Linked DNA regions of Mus musculus: region 1 is linked to region 2. The links are chromatin contacts, called in public promoter capture Hi-C maps. All regions are on one chromosome and are shown on one strand. Each heading gives the region's core, a stretch centred on a gene start, on an enhancer-like site or on the middle of the called end of the contact. The rest is flanking DNA. Distances are from core to core; before and after follow the strand shown. Region 1 has its middle 24 kb from the start of Klf15. Region 2 holds the start of Aldh1l1 (aldehyde dehydrogenase 1 family, member L1).

Evidence for each region. Promoter capture Hi-C pulls out the DNA fragments that hold promoters and counts their contacts.
Region 1: a promoter capture Hi-C map of liver shows a contact between it and region 2. The contact joins the enhancer-like site here to the promoter of Aldh1l1 in region 2. A contact is called at or near these places in 1 of 39 promoter capture datasets (liver), 1 of 15 datasets of contacts at CTCF or cohesin (embryonic stem cells), 2 of 484 Hi-C or Micro-C datasets (embryonic stem cells and liver), 3 of 115 datasets of contacts at active chromatin or transcription factors (embryonic stem cells and intestinal crypt epithelium) and 2 of 9 other capture datasets (adipose tissue and liver).

What each region holds. Positions count from the first base shown.
Region 1 is chr6:90,484,257-90,489,073 of GRCm38.p6, reverse strand. It overlaps a transcript of Klf15 not described here. Among named protein-coding and RNA genes, the nearest start is that of Klf15, 24 kb to the right of the region's middle. Within about 2 kb of position 1,298, at least 4 of the 459 cell types and tissues checked have an H3K27ac peak or open chromatin away from gene starts, as enhancers often do. A contact at or near this core is called in liver, where this site is marked.
Region 2 is chr6:90,548,890-90,554,267 of GRCm38.p6, reverse strand. Aldh1l1 (aldehyde dehydrogenase 1 family, member L1) reads right to left here and starts at 3,475. Exons shown (of 23, transcript NM_027406.2): 1 at 3,298-3,475.

The sequences.
Region 1 (4,817 bases), core at 49-2,548, 63 kb after region 2:
TCTAAGATAACCAGGGATGCACACAGAGAAACCCTATCTCAAAAAAAGACACAAACAAACAAACAAACAAGAAAGAAAGAAAGAAAGAAAGAAAGAAAGGAAAAAAGAGGAGAGAGAGAAAAGTACATATACAAGGCACTGGGGCTGCGGGCTACCCACATGCACAAGGTTGAAATCAGATCCCCATGTCTTACCCTAAGCCAACGTAAACTCAAAATGGAACAAAGACATTAATGTAAGACCCCATTGTCTAAAACTACCAGGGAAAACCAAAGAGAAAAGTCTTCAAAATATTGACATAGCAACAGTTTTCTGAGAAGGGTTTCAAAAACACAGAAAACAAAAACAAGAACTGACAAATCAGATTATATTAAAGAGTTTCTTCAAATCCAAGGAAATAATCAATAAAGAGATAGAACATAGAGAGCTGATGGTTGCAAGATACTCATAGGATGGAGCATTGATATATAGAATATATAAAGAACTACAAAAACTCATTAACAACAAAACAGGTAAGTCAGTTACAAATGGGCAAATTGCCAGGTGCGGTGTAATTCCAGTTCAGGAAGTTGGCACAAGAAGATTGTGAGTTCTAGGCCAGCCTGTGTTACATAGTGAAATTATGTCATACACATATGCACAGAGACAGACACACAGACAGAGAGGTAGTTGTTCTGAGAATATGAAATTCAGGTGGCCAATACATACAAGCAGGCTCAGTATCACTCACCATCAGGAAAACACAAATCAAAATTACCATGAGATTCTGGACCAAAAGGAATCCTTCCTCAATTCATCACTGGCAGGAATGTAAAGTAGAACATAGTTTTTATGAAAAACCATATGGAAACCCCTCAAAAGACTGAAAATAAAACCATCATATGATTTGGCTCTCCCACTTCTGGATATTTATCCAGAGGAAATGAGGTCGGCATATAAGAGATGCCTTTGTATCCATGTGTATTGGTGTTCTACTTATGTAGCTAAGTTATGGAATGAGAAGAGGCACCTGCACAGAGATGGATAAAAATGAAGATAAGCTCTATTTAGACAATGGAGTTCTGTCCAGTGCTATGCTTTCAATATTGTCCTGATTTGCGTTCCATGGCTATGATAAAAACTGACCAAAAGCAACTTGGAGATAAATTTGTTTCAATTCTTCAGTTCAGGCAAAGTTTGTTACCTAGGGAAATCAGGGCAGAGACCTGGAGGCTTGCTCAGCCTGCTTATAGTACCTAGAACCACCTGTCCAGGAACGGCACTGCCCATGGTTGCTCCTCCCACATCAATCAGTAATCAAAAAATGCCCACACAGATGTGTCTGCAGGCAAATCTGGTGAGGGCATTTTCTCATTCCAGGTTCTCTCTTCATCCAGATGACCTTAGCTGCCTCAAGTTGACAAACAAAAAACCTAACCAGCACAAATATGAAACACCTCCCTACAGGCTCATGTTATAAAGACTTAGTCTCCAGCTGGTGGCATTTTCTTGAGGGGCTTTAAGAATTCTGGAACCTAGCTGGAAGATGTGGGTCACTTATGTATGCCTTGCAAGGTCATACCAGGTCTGAAATCCCTTCCTTCCTCTGCTTCCGGTCCACCATGATTTGAGTTGCTTTGTCCCACTTCCCTGCTATGATGGACTGAATCCTCTGAGCCACACAGAACCCTTCATCAGTTAAGTTCCTCTCTTAAGTATTCTGGCTGCTGAGAGCAATCAGTGCAGTCAGCCACAAAAAAGAATGCAATATTCACTTGCAGGAAAAGCAAGAACTGGAAAGGACATGATAAGCAAAATAATCCAGATACAAGGACACATTTGGTATGTTTCCTCTTATGCATGGAAACTTATGAATAAGTAGAATTTCTAGGAACTGGGGGTGGAGGCACAGCTGGGGAGGAAGATGGACAAGGTCATTGTAGGATATGTGAACATATGGAACCAAATCTTTCCCCCAGAAGACGAACAATCAAGGCCATGAAAGACCCACAGAATGAGAGGGGACACTATAATTCATGTCCAGCAAGGGGGTTTAGAAAAGGATAGAGAGATGGCTTGGTGGTTAAGATAGTTAAGAGCCCACACTGCTCCTGTGGAGGACCTGAGCCTGGTCCCCAGACCCCACATTGGATGGCTCAGTCATCGTTAGCTCCAGCTCCAGAGGATCTGATGGGCTCTTCTGGCACCACATGCACAGAGTGGGCATATATAAACTTGGCCAAATACTCAGTAAACAGTTGTGGGAAAGTGGTTTGTACAAAAAATGTTATGGTTTTGGTTATTTGATCATTATTTGAACACACACACACACACACACACACACACAGGACAAATTACCAACAATCAATTGTTTCCAGAACTGATCTCTATCAAGCTTGCATGCAAACATTAACTTTGATCCCCAAACCCAATTTCACAAACCCCAGTACAAAACAAGCTAAGATCCCAAAAGCCCTTGATTCAAAAAGGGCAAATGGGGGTGGGTAAGGGAGGAGCCCTACGGAAGTGGGCGCTCTGCCCCCCTCCCCCCGAGACTACTTACCCAGGCATCTCATGCTGGCATCCTGGACAGCTTCCGGTGTGATCAGAGATCCTCCAGGGCAGCTGAAATTGGGGGCTCCCTCTCCATGTCCTTCTGGCTTTCTCAGTTCTACAACTTGGTTGCACACAGAGAAGCCAAAGGAAGCAGTTGGAAGTGGGCGGTCTCCTCCCGGAGTTTATTTAGGTGCACAAGTGGGCGTGGTCACGAGCAGGACCCTGCAGAATGCAGCTCCTGTGAACCTTAGGTGAGCTCCTCTGGACTCCCGGATGAATGAACTGAGGGCCGCCTGTGATGACTTGGAGGTGACTTGGGGTTCACAGTGGTACGGATATTGGCATTTCGTGCCATGCTCAAAATAAGCTCTGTGACCTCAGTGTTGGCAAAAGCAAAGGTTTCAGGATGAAGACGAAGTTTGCAGTTAAGAGCATCTGTTTTGGATAATTTGGATAGTTACCTGATAGAACACACCCTGAGGGGTTATTAGTGACAGCTGTTCTTCATCACGGCACATCTCTTTACAGAGTCCAGGTGAATTCCGAGGAAGGAGGAGGATGGACACGGATGCCTGTCCTAAGATGCTCAGTGTAACATGCGCCCCCGCCCCGCCACGCCCCCCAAACTCCTCCTGCAGTGGAATTAGGGTGGGCTTGTCATTACTTCCTTTGAACATGGGTGAAGCTTAGTGACCAGAACACAGTAGAAGAGACTGCCCCTGTTTGTCTGAGCTGTCCCAGGTCACCATCCCTGTGCGCTTTCCCTCAGGTGTCTGGCAACACTCAGGGTTGTAACACAACAGAAGCCATGTTAGTCCATGCCAAGCAGCCACTCGGTCGGGTGCTGTGGCGGTGTTGTGGACCTCATGTCAGTGGTCAGAAGTGAATGAGGACACCTTTATTCACAAGATTCCTGCAGCCTCCAATCTTCCGGGCGCTCAGGTGCTGCCGGGCACATGAATGACACCGAGCTGCAGCAGACACAGCCAACCAGCTTCCCGTGATGCCAGTGGATCGATCCTTCAGTGTTCTTGAGATGGTCCAGTGGGTTAAGCTAACCATTACAAAAGCCAGCAGGGGTCCCAGGGGTCACACCTTTGGAGTTTTGGTTGAAGTGTATGTTGAGGCTGTGACCACAGGACCATAGAACATAGAACTTGTCTTATATTTTTAGCTGGGTTCTTTTATAGGGGCCATTAATAGGGGCTGGGGGGGGGCACACCTGATTCAGAGCTTCCTACCTGCTGTAGGATTATCAGACGCTGAAGTTCAAGTCCCCGGGGTGAAGAGCTGGCTGCTGGTAGCTGTCCGTGGGCAGCAGCTGTGGAAGAAACAAAACCCTAGCTTTGGGGAAGCTTCAGCTTTTGACAAGCCCAGCCTCAAGTTTGACCAAGCCTGAAAGATTACCCTAGCAACACAGAACAGCCAGAAACAGACCGTTGTAAGGCTCTTCTCTCCTTGGCCCCATCTTCCACCCTATTTATAAACCCACGTTCAGCCAATCGCAGCTCAACTGCTTCTCAATAAATTTGGCCATCCTGAGGATCCAAGCCATTTTTGCCTAGGAAGGAAGACTTCAGATCTTGCTTCCTGGCTTTGCCAGTTCCCTGATGGTTTCTGCTTCAAGAGTCTTCAGAGACAGACTCAAAGGCTTTCTACACCCGAGGCTTCAGCCCAGGGCAGCAAGCTCACTGGACCCAGTCACTGGGATGCAAATAGAGCTGCAGGCAATTCTCTTACCCCAGCTACCAGAGACTTGCTGGAGATGAGAGACCTGCTTCTGCTATTCCTATGGGTGACCTGCTGATATAATTTCCAAGGAACTGCACTAAGATGGCATCCTGAAGCCTGCCAAGAACACAGGGGAGTGTAGCATCAGCAACCTCTCACCTAGGCACCCCCAAACCTGCCCTGGCCTTAGAGCTGGTACTCATAGAATCTCAGCTGGCATCCTGCTGGCACAAAGGGTCTTAGAATTTTACTCCACTGTCTGTTCACTCCATTAATGGAGGGAGGGTGGACAAGAACCCAGCTAGACATAGAAGGCAGTCTCCACCCACCGACCAACAGGTCAAATTGTGTCATACATACACCCAATCCTAATCCAATCTGACTGGTGTCCTTAGAAGAGGAGATAAGGACAAAGTCACACACAAAGTCCCTGCTTCCACTGTGACGATTTCCAGTGAGGGCTTTATTGCTTCCTTTCTTCAGAGTTCCTCAGACTTCATTTACCACCCCCCCCCCACCCAACCAACACGTTCTTAAGGTGAAAGGTGAGA
Region 2 (5,378 bases), core at 2,226-4,725:
ACTCCTCTATGACCTCTGCATCAGCTCCTGCCTCCAGGCTCCTGCATGTTTGAGTTCCTGACTTCCATTGATGATGAATGGTGATGACAAAGCATAAGCCAATTAAACCCTTTCCTTCCCAAGTTGCTATTGGCCATGGGGTTTCATCACAGCAATGCTAGGACACGCCCTCATTGGCATTTCTTCAAATGGACAGAAAGCTAATGTCCACATAAAACCCCACATGCAGCATTACTTAGAACTGACCAATCCTGGAAGCAACTATGACACCGGTTAGGGAGTGAATGGAAAAACAAGGCAAAAGCCAGTGAGGATGGGGTTCAGATCATGGACCATAAGCCAGAGATAGTGCAAAGGTCAGTGGTTTCCAGGGCAGAGGGGAGGGTGGTGGGTAGAGAACACTCATGGGCTCTAAGTCTACAAGGATGGATACAGGTCCTTACACACCGCCCAAACCTGAAGAGCATGCCAACAGCTCACTGCAGAACACGGATTTGAGGTCATCACACGCATTGGCATAGGCTCACATAGCACGGTGAATGTTTAACAGGAGACAACATGGGCAGAGTGAATATATGGGAATCCAATTCTGCCCTCATGTTTTCCCATAAACTTAAAACAAGTTTTGAGGGTTGATTATTAATTTAAAGGAACAAATAGAGCTCTCTGGGCCTACATTTTGCTCAAAAAAAGTCCAACTGGATTAAAAGTAAATATTTTTACACCAAAGACAAGAAGAAAATATAGTAAGGTGGGAATTTGGCTCAGCTGACTGAACATCAATTCTAGCATGCATGAAGTTTCATCCCCAGCTCCACAGAACTAAGTGTACTGGAACAGGCTGTTAGCAAAGCTCTTGGGAGGTGGATGCAGGAGGATTGGAGGTCAAGGTCATCACCAGCTACAAAGAGGGCTTGGGGCCAGCCTGGGCTACATGAAACCCTGTCTCAAAAATGGAGGAGAAAGAGAAGGAAGAGGAGTAGGAGGGGGGGAGGGGAGAGAGAGAGGGAGAGAGAGAGAGAGAGAGAGAGAGAGAGAGAGAGAGAGGACTGTTAGAAAATATTGGTGAACAGTAGGCTTTCCAAGCCTGGCTCTAACAGTGGAATATAAATTGAACATGACAAAGTTTCACATATAAAGCAGTTTACTAAAAGGAAAAACTTACAGCCAACAGACAAAATAATGTTCAAATCACAACCAGTTAGAACAATGCAGTGTTAAACACAGTACATACTCCCCCCTGTAAAACCGACAGGTATTGAAAATAATATTATACACAGTGTTGGGGAGGTTTGGGGAACAGTAAGTGGAGTCAAACTCTGCAGGGGGCATGAAAAATGGCTCAGTCCTGACTTAGTGTCTCCCTTACAAACTGTAGGAAGACCAGAGGACAACGGGTGGGTTTATGCTGTGGTGAATTGCAGTTAGTAGACCATGCCATCAGGATGTAGCCAACTGTTGCTGGCTGGGGATATGTGAGCCAACATGTTCCAGCAGATAGCAGCTCACTGTAATTTCCCAAAGCAGTAATGTGGTGTGTGTGTGTGTGGGGGGGGGTATGGTATGGTATGGTATGGTATGGTATGGTATGGTATGGTATGTGTGTCTGTAGTATGGTGTGTGTGTCTATGGTATAGTGTATGTGTCTGTCTGTGGTATGGTATGTGTGTTTGTCTGTCTGTGGTATGGTATGTGTGTGTGTGTGTGTGTGTGTGTGTGTGTGTATTGCATGTGGGTGTCTGTGGTATGTGTATGTGTCTTTGTGTCTGTGTGGTATGGTGTGTTTGTGTGTCTGGGGTATGGTGTGTGTGTCTATGGTATGGTGTATGTGTCTGTCTGTAGTATGGTGTGTGTGTGTGTTTGTCTGTCTGTGGTATGATGTGTATGTGTGCATGTGTGTTTGTGTGTATGTATGTGTGTGTGTATTGTATGTGGGTGTCTGTGGTATGTGCATCTGTCTTTGTGTCAGTGTGATATGGTGTGTCTGTGGTATGGTGTGTCTGTGGGTCTGGGATATGGTGTGTGTGTCTATGTGAGTCTGCAGGATGGTGTGTGTGTGTGTGCTCTATGTATTTGTTGCCTTCTTTCAAGGGGGATTCAGTGCATAGCCCAGGCTGCCCTGGACATTTCCATCCTCCCACCTCAGCCCCTTGAGTGCTGAGATTTCAGCTCTGTGCTCCCTCACCTGCCTCCCTTCCCTCTGAACATCTGTTATTTATAGAAAGAGTAAGGGAGAAAAACACAAGCAAACAAAACAACAAAAACCCCACTTCTGGCTTCAGTCAGGATGGCTGCAGATCAGCCGTTATCACAGCTCAGGGACAAGAAGGAACATGGAGTGAGGACTGTCACATAAAGCTGGCCTTTGGCCACACAGATAGCAAATGAGGGTCTGGAGGGTCTACTGAGCCCCAGGCTATAGGGTGCAGACTCCCACCCCTGTCTTCTTGTCATGGGACACCCCCAGGGGCTGCTGAAGCCTTGGGCCTTCAGGGACTCAGAGGGCTCCTGTTCCGCAGGTCCCTTCTTCTAGCCCCTGGGTCAGGACAGCAGAACAGTGGCAGGAGCCCTCCCTCTATAGCCTGCTGCAGTCCCATGCTGGGAGCAGACCTAGTGGTAGTCAGAGTTCACCCCATGGCCAGACATTCTGCAAGGAACCCCCTCCTATAACTGCTCAAGGCTGACCCTCTCCTATGATAGCCTCTTTGCCCTGGCTCCAGGTGGGGGGTGGATAAGTCCCTCAGGGAGTCAAGATCAGACACTTCCATGATCCTGGGTGTGGCTACAGGGAACAATAGAGCAACCCAGCTCTCAAGCCTGCAAGGCCTTAGTGAACTTCACCTTCCCTGTGTCTCAAATGCCTCTGTAAAATATGTCCCTGCTGTCTCCTGGGCACAGAGAACTTATATGGACAGAGGACAGTGCCAACACTCACCACCAGCTGCCTAGGACCAGAATTCTCCAGGAACCTCAGGAGAGGTGTACTGTTAAGACACCACACCTCCACATTTTACAGACCAGAAGCCAAGATTCAGCTGTGCTCAAGAAAACTCCTAGGACATGAGCCTGGGGTGGTGGTGCACGCCTTTAATCCCAACTCTCCGGAGACCCAGGCTGGTCTACAAAGCTTGTTCCAGGATAGTCGAAGCTACTCAGGGAAAACCTCCCTCAAGGTGGGAAAAAAAGGGCAGGAACTGTAGTTCCCAGGGCAGGAGCTGAGGATCCAAGGTTCAGCGGCTGCCTGTAGTGGAGAGGATCTGGGTGCCTCTCTCAAAAACAAAAGAAAAAGAAACTTACCCAAGGTCAAAGACGGGAAGTAGGGAAAACAGGGTCACCGGCCCAGGGCTCTGGGCTAGCAACCCAGAAGTACCTGCTAGCTGCGAGCGTCAGTCAGCTGTCAGCAGTCAGCACAGGGGCAGCAAGCTCCCAGAAGGGCGCACAAGCTCGGGTCTTGTGCAGAGAGGGTTAGGGTCAGTGCTCCTCCTCCAGGCAGAGAAGAGGCGGGCTCTAGGGCCCGCCCAGCCTAGATCTCTCCAATCATAGGAGGCCCTCCGGCCAGGCCCCCAGATATGACCAATCAGGAGATCTTTCCCTAGTCCCTAGAATGGGGTGAGGGATTTGGGAAGTGGACTGGCAGAACCAAGCTCAGGTCATCCGTCCATTTGCGGGGACCTTGCTCCCCAGAGGGCTCCGGCTTTCCCTTCTGCAAAATGGGCCACCATCGTCTATAAAAAGCACCGTGCAGCGACAGGCACGTCCTCAAAAGGCTGGGTTGGAGACCTCCCCGCCTCCCCGCACCCCCAATTCCGGGTAGAGTTCATTGCCTAGCATGCCCGGAACCTAACTGGTCGCCCAGGGCCCAGAGCCAGCCGCTGATTCACCAGACCAGACCTCGATGGGACTTCAGTGAGCCTCAGTCCCGAGACTGGAGGTGGGCATAGACCCATGAGTGAGGAGGCAAGGAGGCAGGAAGCAGGAGGCGGGTCTAATCTGCTGAAGGTGGGACCTATGGAAAGTGCAGCTGGGAAGGGAAGGGCAAGCCCTAGCTGGCCTAGTCCCGGCCTTCAGGCTTTATGCTATTTGGGTCATTTCCTTCACCCAAGCGTGATAAGCAAGGAGCACAATGCTGGTGACTGAGACATGCAAGGTCACCCATCTGCTGTGGACCTGGGGTTGTGTCCTGGTGGGCCTGAGGTTCTGAATCCCATGCCCTTCCCACCTCTTCACGGCCTCTGGTTTTCTTCTCAGAAGTTCTCCTCTGGCCCTTCCACCTTGTCACAGACCCCCTCCCTGGGCAGAGTCATTGTCCTACTTGAGAAAAGTCAGAGACAATACAGGGTCCAGTGACATGCCCATCACTTCCTGACCAAAGCTCTGTCCTGCAGGCTCCCTCCCAAGGATTCTCCCCTGCAGCTACTCCATTAACCACCCTGCCTCTCAAACCACCGCTGAGACTCCTTACTCAAGCTCTTCGCCCCTCTTCAGTACACCAGGCTGGCTCTAACCACATCCTTTGCACTGGCTCTGCCTCAAGCAGACCCTTGGATTGTGATAGCAGGCACCTCTGTCTCTTACCAGCCAGACAAAGTCTGGCTCTGGGTTGCTCAGCCCAAACATATTGTACCCTCCACACAACCTAAGGAGCCTCTTGGGCTCTTCTGTGCCCCTCCACTCTCAGTTACTGCCAATAGAGAACTAACCATGCCCTCAGTGCCCCTGTCCTCTGTGCATCTGCTCTCCTACCAGACTGTAAGCTCTCTGAGATCAGGAAATGCAACAGTTGTCTTTCCTGCTTCCTTAACAAGGCAGATAATAGTCGCTCAAAAAGTCCTCCAGGACTCACGCACGGACTTTTGTGTGTTGTTTACTATCTCCTTGAGTTAGGAAGCTCCCACCATTAACGCACCACATCTTCAGAGAAGCTGTCCCCAACTGCAGCCCTGGGGCGGGCTTTCCGCTTTCCTTTATGACCCTCCAGTTTCAGTGTTATCCATCTTATGCCACCCACAGGCGTATGCGATGACCCAACACCAGGTGGCATGCTTGCAGTTAAAGGGCTAAAATCTGTACGTAGCATGATTAAATGTCAGGATTTGGTGTGCTCTGTACTCGGCAGTTGGAATGGAGTTGGCAGAAGGGTGGGCGATGGAATGCCCCAAAGGTCAGCCTGGAAGCTGACTGTCAAAACAAGATCTAGGGAAATCTTCGGGGATCTGTTCTATTAGGGCACTGAGCAGAAAGGGGGGCACAAGCAGCCTTTCCTGTAGTAATGGGGCCTCTATGCTACTCTTCTCATTTATAAAAATGCCCAACAAAAGCAACGTAAGGGAAGAAGAGCTTGTTAGTGCTCATGGTTTGAGGGTATAGTCCGGTCCATT